Regions from separate parts of the Sus scrofa genome. Here region 1 is linked to region 2. Evidence: chromatin contacts called from public HiChIP or PLAC-seq data. All regions are on one chromosome and are shown on one strand. Each heading gives the region's core, a stretch centred on a gene start, on an enhancer-like site or on the middle of the called end of the contact. The rest is flanking DNA. Distances are from core to core; before and after follow the strand shown.

The links. HiChIP or PLAC-seq counts read pairs in DNA pulled down with a chosen protein or histone mark.
Region 1: an H3K27ac HiChIP or PLAC-seq map of alveolar macrophages shows a contact between it and region 2. The contact joins two enhancer-like sites. A contact is called at or near these places in 7 of 47 Hi-C or Micro-C datasets (embryonic fibroblasts, liver, retroperitoneal adipose tissue and 1 more) and 1 of 2 datasets of contacts at active chromatin or transcription factors (alveolar macrophages).

Annotation. Positions count from the first base shown.
Region 1 is chr17:33,698,376-33,702,210 of Sscrofa11.1, forward strand. No RefSeq gene overlaps it. Among named protein-coding and RNA genes, the nearest start is that of SIRPA, 90 kb to the left of the region's middle. Within about 2 kb of position 2,141, at least 15 of the 83 cell types and tissues checked have an H3K27ac peak or open chromatin away from gene starts, as enhancers often do. A contact at or near this core is called in alveolar macrophages, where this site is marked.
Region 2 is chr17:33,555,825-33,559,478 of Sscrofa11.1, forward strand. No RefSeq gene overlaps it. Among named protein-coding and RNA genes, the nearest start is that of PDYN, 41 kb to the left of the region's middle. Within about 2 kb of position 1,602, at least 14 of the 83 cell types and tissues checked have an H3K27ac peak or open chromatin away from gene starts, as enhancers often do. A contact at or near this core is called in alveolar macrophages, where this site is marked.

The sequences.
Region 1 (3,835 bases), core at 891-3,390, 140 kb after region 2:
TGCCACAGGTGCAGCCCTAAAAAGAAAAAAAGGGAAAAGAAAATCCTAGCTCCTTGCCAAGACCTACAAGCCCCCTCCACCCGGCCTCTGGCCACCTGCAGTCTCCTCAGCCCCCGACTCCCGCTCTTGCTCACTGAGCTGCAGCCCCCTTGACCTTCCTTGTGTTTACAAAATGTAAAGAGTCTGCTCCTCCCACCTCCAGATCTTTGCCCTGACTTCGCCTCTGTCTGGAGCGCCCAGCTCTTTGCAAGCCTGGGTCCTCTCTTTCAGGCCTCAGCTTAGTCGCCTCGTGACATAGAGATGTTTGCTGACACATTTTTGGGAACAGCTCTCCACCAGCCCAGTGCTCTCTTTATAATGTCACTATTTTGCGTCCTTCCTGGCACAGCGAGAAGTGGTAGGTGGAGTCACCCTCAGAGCCTGAATCCAGAGCTGGTCTCCAGCAATACTGGACACTCGAGTAAATTGTTGAGCCTGTTTTGCCATGAATATATTATTCAATTTCTCATTTTTCTTGAAGAGTTGATTCAACCTCCATTTTCCCATCCAGGAAAGGGGGAGATAATTAATCTGCCTCGTGGATCTGCTGTGAGATCCTGCAAGCAAGCACATTTATTTAGAGTATTTGGAACAGAAGCCTGGCACTAGCAGTGTATTTGTGTTTGCCATTAAATTAACACTTGTTATTTGAAATTATCCTGTCTGTTTGTTCCTTTAGTTTTTTATTGCCTCCCTTCTCTCTCTGAAAGGCAAACGTCCCACTTGTGTCTGGATAAACAGATTCCAGCAAGGAGCCGGCAAAGGGCCCAGCCCTTCTGCAACGTCTCCCGTCTCCCGGTGCAGATGGGGAGGCCGAGGCAGGGGTGGAGGGCTGCGAGCGAGCGAGGCTGAAGGAACCAACCCGCTGCGCTGTCGGGCACTCTCTGCGCCCCTCTTTTGCAGGCGGGCACAGAGATGCTGCCAGCTGCGAGTTTCCGTGTCGCAGGCGTTCTGCCTCCCAGCGCGTTTGTCTTTCAAGGCCAGACAGAAGCGATCGCGGAAAAGCCGCCTGCATCCTGCGTCAGCTGCGGTTCAGTATTCAGTCTTCTCACCCCGGTTGGAACAAAGGCATCTTCTTGAAAACAGTAACTTCGTTTGCTGAGATGGCCGGTTTGGAGGTGCCCTGTGCGCTCCAGCGCCCCCGCAGTCCGCCCCCTCCCCCGGGCTGCCGGACAAGCTCCTGCCTCTGAGCTGCACTTCTGCGGAGGCGCAGGGACCGGCGGGTTCTAGTCCCCAGGTCTCCGCCTCTAGGTCTCTGCCCCGGCCAGCTCCTCCGCGGCCATGCGCGGCCTCTCCTCGCCCGTCAGACGGGGCGAGAGCTTGTAGGTACCGGGCCTACGCAGCCGCCTGCAGCGGACCGCAGCGCGCAGGAGGGGCTTGGTGCATATGGGCTCCCGTGTCCCTTTCCGATGCTGTTTCTCAGCTACCTCTTTTGAAATCCCTCCCAACCTCCCTTGGGGACAGGATAAGTTAAGCGGTCAGAGCAGGGGTTCGGGAGGCAGGGAAACCTGCCTCCAAACCCTACCGGACCGCCGGCTGTGCAGCCAGAGCAAGTTACCCTCTTGAGGCCACAGCTTCCTCATCTGTAAAATGGGGATGGAATAGTCAATAGGGTGATCCGTTCAGTCATTGCCACAAATTGCTTGATTCACTAGTATAGTCACTTTTTACAGTGTACAAATGTGGAACAGGTTCAAGGTAGGAAGGGGCTTTTTCAAGGTCGCAAGGCAAACCCTCCAGATCTCCTGAGGGTTTAGTCTTCAGCAGCCTAAAGGGTGAGTTCCCCAAGGGGTTTTATAAAGTCGGATGGCGGTGCGCAGCAAGGAGCTTTAGGGTCATCTCTCTTTCTATGGGCTCTCTGCCCCCACCCCCAGCCCTTAAGACGCACGCATTACCATGGGAACCGGAAGGGTAATGGCTGGCCGATCCTGAGCCTGTTCTGCATGTCTCTCTCCCAAGCCGAAACCATTTATTATTGTTGTTGTTATTATTTTTTAAATGTAATACAGAAAGCCTTGGCTGGGTAGGCGCCAGCCGGCTATTCAGAGCAGCCCCTAACCCCTCCGCAGCTCCCTACCAGGAAGGAAGCCTCAGGTTGCCCTCTAGTGGCCGGCGGGGTTATGCAGGTCCGTGAAGCTGACAGACAAGGGAACCAGAAAAACAAGCTTCTCTTCGCATGTGGTGGAGGCTGTCTGAAAGAGGGAGGGAGAAAATACAGCCTGGTCCTCTCACTGCTATTTGTGGTCCTGGTGGATCTCTCAGGAATCTTGGGAATAGAGAATAAAAGACCAAATTTGAAAGGCACAGGAGTTTTTTTCATTCTGCTTTTATTTATTTTTGAATAGATGACACATTTACATGATTCAAAAGATAAAAGGCTGTAGAGTGAAGAGGAAGTCTCCCTTCCACTCTTGGTCCCCGCCACCCAGTTCCCCTTCCTAGAGGCAGGCATTGTCATGTTTCTCACATCTCCTCCTGCAGAAAGCCTATGCAAACACAAATATTTTACAGGTTTAGTAGCTTCCTCTGTATACTCTTTTGCATCTTGCTGCTTCACTTAAAAATGTATCATGGGATTTGTTCCATATTGATTCATGGACAGCTGCCTCATTCTTTTGAACAGCTGCATAATATTCCATTGTCCGGATCTCATAATTATTTGATCAGTCTTCTATTGACAAGACTTTAAATTGCTCCTAATCTTTTGTAATCATGATGTTACAACAAAAACCTTGTACATACACTGTTGTGCATATGAGTAAATCACTTAGCTGTTGCTGTATAACAAACACAAGTTTTTCAACAAAAGGCTTTTGTTACTGTTCAGATGGATCACTGCTAACCCTGCTGATCTGGGTCAGGCTGGGCTCATTTTGTGTTGGCTCCTTGTGTGAATGGATTGGAGGGTGGCTCTTGCTGAGGTCTGGCTGGTCTAGGAAGAATGGGCTCAGTCACATGTGTAGCAGTTGGCTGGTTGTCAGCTGGGGTAAGAAGGGTGCTTGGGCCATGTCTCTTATCAAGCAACATGCAGTCTGGAAACTCCATGACTGGTATCCCATTCCATCATGTTCTGTTAGTCCAAGCAAGTCACAGGCTAGATTCAAGAGGTGGGGAAAAGGAAACCACCTCTCTGAGGGAGGAGCTGTAAATTCATGTTGCAAAGGGTATGACGCAAGGGCCATGGATTATTGTGGCCATTAAGAAATATATTTCTTTTTTTCTTTTTTTTTTTTGGTCTTTTTGCCTTTTTCTAGAGCCACACCTGTGGCATATGGAGGTTCACAGGCTAGGGGTCTAATCAGAGCTGTAGCCACCGGCAACACCAGATCCGAGCCACGTCTGCGACCTACACCACGGCTCACGGCAACGCCAGATCCTTAACCCACTGAGCAAAGCCAGGGATCGAACCCACAACCTCATGGTTCCTAGTTGGATTCATTAACCACTGCGCCACAACGGGAACTCCCAGAAATATATTTCCATAGTGTTTTTAGTTTATAATGGTTAGCTTTACAGACAAGTTGCAAGGATAGTACAGAGTTCCTGGACCCCTGCACACTACTGCCCCTATTGTTAGCATCTTGTATTCCTGGAATATGTTTGTCAACTAAAGAGCCAATATCGATACATTATTATTAGTTCAAATTATTATTAGCTCAACTCTGTTCTTTATGCAGATCTCATTGGCTTTTCCTTAATGTCTTTTTCTGTCTCAAGAGCCCATCCAGGATGCCACATTACATTTCATCATTATGTCTACTCAGGTTCCTCTTGGCTGTGACAGTTTCTCAGACTT
Region 2 (3,654 bases), core at 352-2,851:
AAAAGTTGTGAATGTTTGAGGAAGCAGACCCGAACTTGGCTGTGAAAGCCTTGTTCCATTGCCTGGAGCCAAGGCCACACGGGGTCTCCCCAAGGGCCTGGGTGCTTGGCTCAAGGGAATGGTCTTCCCGTGGGGCCCCAGGGCTCCCAGCTGTCACCCATGGAGCTGCTCCCACTGTGCTGGAATGCGACACTCTGGGTGGCCCAGCCAGGGGAATGGACAGGGGTCATTCTTGAAATAGCTGAGCTCCGGGCACAAGGTGCTAAGAGCAGGGCAGGCGATTTTCAAAGGGACTCTGCCGGCATCTCTTGAAAGATGAGACTCTAAAAAACTTGTCAGAACACACAGCTTGGAAGGGGAGTCAAGTTAGGAGCAGGTGGCCCAGGCTTTGGTTGGTGCCTGCTGGGTGGGGCTGCTTCTGCACAAATGGACCAGGGAGTGGTTGTGGGCAGCTCCCAGCTTGGATTGTGCTCTTGGGGCCCTGCACCCGTCCTCTGAGCTGCAACTTCACATCTATTTTTGTGACATTTGGTGATTCCGATCCGCCTCCCCTGCTTCCCCCAAAGGAAGGCCTGGGACCTTGTCAGCTGCTCTCTGTGTGCACAGTATGACCTGCAGTAGATGCTGAGCAAATATTTCTGGAATGCATGGATTTTCCCCTTCTACCGGTTTCGTCATGTTGGAAAGGCCCTGGAGTTTAATCCTGCTTCTAGGACTAGTTGGATTGCTTTGAACTTTGCTTTCAAGGCTCTAAGGCTCCAGAGTCGGCTTGTCGGATTTGAACCCAGGCTCTGCCTCTTACTAGCCACATCCACTTCGGAAAGTTTCAGAACTTCTCTGTGCCTCATTTTCTTCATTTGGGAAATGGGGCCCTGGCTGTGCCTACCTCACAGTTCGGTGTGAAAGATAACGGGCTCAGCACATGGCAAATGCTTTACCACAGGGACAGGCACAGAGCAAGGTCCGGATAAATACTAACTCGTATTATTTTTACTGTTATTAAATCAAATTTATTAAGGTGTAACTTGCGAACAATAAAATGTACTCATTTTATGAATATGATTCAGGAGTTCCCCCTGTGCTGCAAGGGGTTAAGGGTCCAGCACTGTCTCTGCGGCAGCGGCTTGTGTTGCTGCTGAGGCACTGGTTCGATCCCTGGCCTGGTGTGGTGGTTTAAGGATCCAGCGTTGCCATAGCTGTGGCATGGGTTGCAGCTGTGGCTTGGATTCGATCCCTGGGCCAGAAACTTCCATATGCTGTGGGTGTGCCCCCCTCAAAAGAATATGATTCAGTGAGTTTTGATATATATACTTATGTAAGCACCATCTCCATCAAAGGACATTTTCAGGTCCCCAAATGTTCCCTCCGCCCCTTCAGTCAGCCCCTTCCCCTCCCAGACCCCCATCTGTCCGCTGTCTCCATAGTTTAATTTCACGGGTTCTGGAACTTTCTACGAATGGAATCTTAGAGTGTGAAGCACCAGTGTCCAGGTCCTTTGCTCAACATGTTTTGTGAGATTCATTCATGTTGTTTTGTGTATCCACAGCTTGTTGCCTGCTGTTGTGGTAACTCTTGCTCTTACCAATGATTTCCTCAGGCTCCAGTTCCTCTTCTGTGAGATGAGGTTAATAATTTCCACCTCCTAGAATGTGGTGAAGGAGGAACAGGGCCACAAGTAATGCGGCTGCATCACTGATCCCCCCCACCCAGGACCCTGCATCCCACATCCCACACAAGCGAGGGCTCTCCCACCCCCTCCCCCTGGCCCCCCCCCCCGAAAGAGGCCCCTTCCTGGAGCCCGAAGGGTCAAGGGCCTGGCAGAGTGGGCGGGGGAGGACCTTCTGGGTTGATGCACAGCCGCGAGGTGATGGCCGTGTTTATAAAGCAGATTGTTATTTTTTAATTCTGCGCCTTGTGTCCTTTCCCCTACTTCTCTCTTTTAAGGATAATTAAAATGCAAGCTGGCACTCCCTTCGAGGAGACAGCTGAAGATTTAATTGCCCCAAGAAAAATTTTCCAGTGAAAGGTCTCGCGGTAATGGCAGCTCCCGGCCCGGCCGCCCAAGCGTCTTTGCATCGCGCACATAACACGAGCGGTAATGCCTTCATCTGCATGTGCGCAGAGTCCATTTACTGGCACCGAAGGAGCCGGGGCAGAACGGAGCCGACAGCCGCAGTCGGGCCACAGCCTTCTCGCCATTAAACTCTCACCCGGCCTCATTCCGGAGACAGGTCTGTGGCCCGGATCCACGCGACCGGCTGCCGCACCAGCTGACCCTGCCCAGAGCGGCCGCGGGGGCAGGAGGCCCGGGCGCCTGGGAACGGCCCTTTCCACCACCACGAGGGTTTGGCCTGTTGTCCTTGAAGTGGGGCCAGGAGGACGCGTCTGCCGCGCGGCCGAGCCCCGCCAGCTCTCCAAGTCCGGCCATTTGCCAGCGGTGCCAGGGTTGTGCGATTTCAGGGTAGAGGAAGATCTTTGCAATCTCTCATCTTGTTCTCCAAGTGCGCGCCCAGGTTCCCCAGATGAGGCATCAAAAGCTCAGACAAGGGTCACTGGCTCCTTGCCTGTTGGGGGGCGGGCATCAATTTTTAAAAAAGGGATTGTTCTGAACCCAGGATCACGATGAAAGGCAGAGGGACTCAGTGGGGGAAGTCGGAAAGACTGGGGTTTGAGTCCTAGTTCCAAATCTGTCAGCTGGGGCACTTTCAGTTCTCCTAAGACGCCTCGCAGACTGCTGGGCCTTCCGCACCTTTTCAGTCCTCGCCTCTCTCCCCTCCCCCTCCCTCCCTCCTTCCTTTCCTCCTTCCCTTCTTTTTTTTTTTTTTTTTTTTGCTTTTCTAGGGCTGCATCCGCGGCATATGGAGGTTCCCAGGCTAGGGGTCCAATCAGAGCTGTAGCCGCTGGCCTACGCCAGAGCCACAGCAATGCGGGATCCAAGCCGCGTCTGCGACCTATGCCACAGCTCACGGCAACGCCGGATCCTTAACCCACTGAGCAAAGCCAGGGATCAAACCCGCAACCTCATGGTTCCTGGTCAGATTGTTGACCACTGATGGGAACTCCCTTCCCTCCTTAACTTCCTTCCTTCCTATTCATGCCTCCAGCCATCCGCTCATCCTACCTCCATCCCTCCTCCCATCCATCTAACAAATAGTTACTGGGCACAACCCAATAACTGAGCACAGGAGTTACTTGGGAAGAAATGCTGACACCCCCCTTGCCCCGAGGCGGCTCCCAGAGCAGTGGCGGAAAAGAGTGTTAAGCAAGTCATCTCAAGGTCAACGTACACTGACATTGTGACCAGGGCTGAAAAGAAGTCCTGGACAGTGCTGTTGCCGTGGTGTTCAGTGAGGGAACTCAGCCTACCTTTGATTCCGAGGACAAGTGGGAAAGATCTAGCAGGTGCTCCCTGCAGGGGGAGCAGCATGTGCAAAGGCCCTGTGGTTCCTGCCAGGAACCGTCAGGAGGCAGGCATTGACAGTGCAGGGAGTGATGGAGAGAGTAACACAGGGCCAGCCCACACGGGGAAGGCAGAGCAGGCACCAGCGCCTGCACGCCATCTTTTAAGGCTCATTCTTACTCATCCTTTAGGGCTCAGCTCAGGAATTTCCCCTCTAGGAAGCCTCTCTGCCCTGTGCAGGCTGAGTGAGGCCT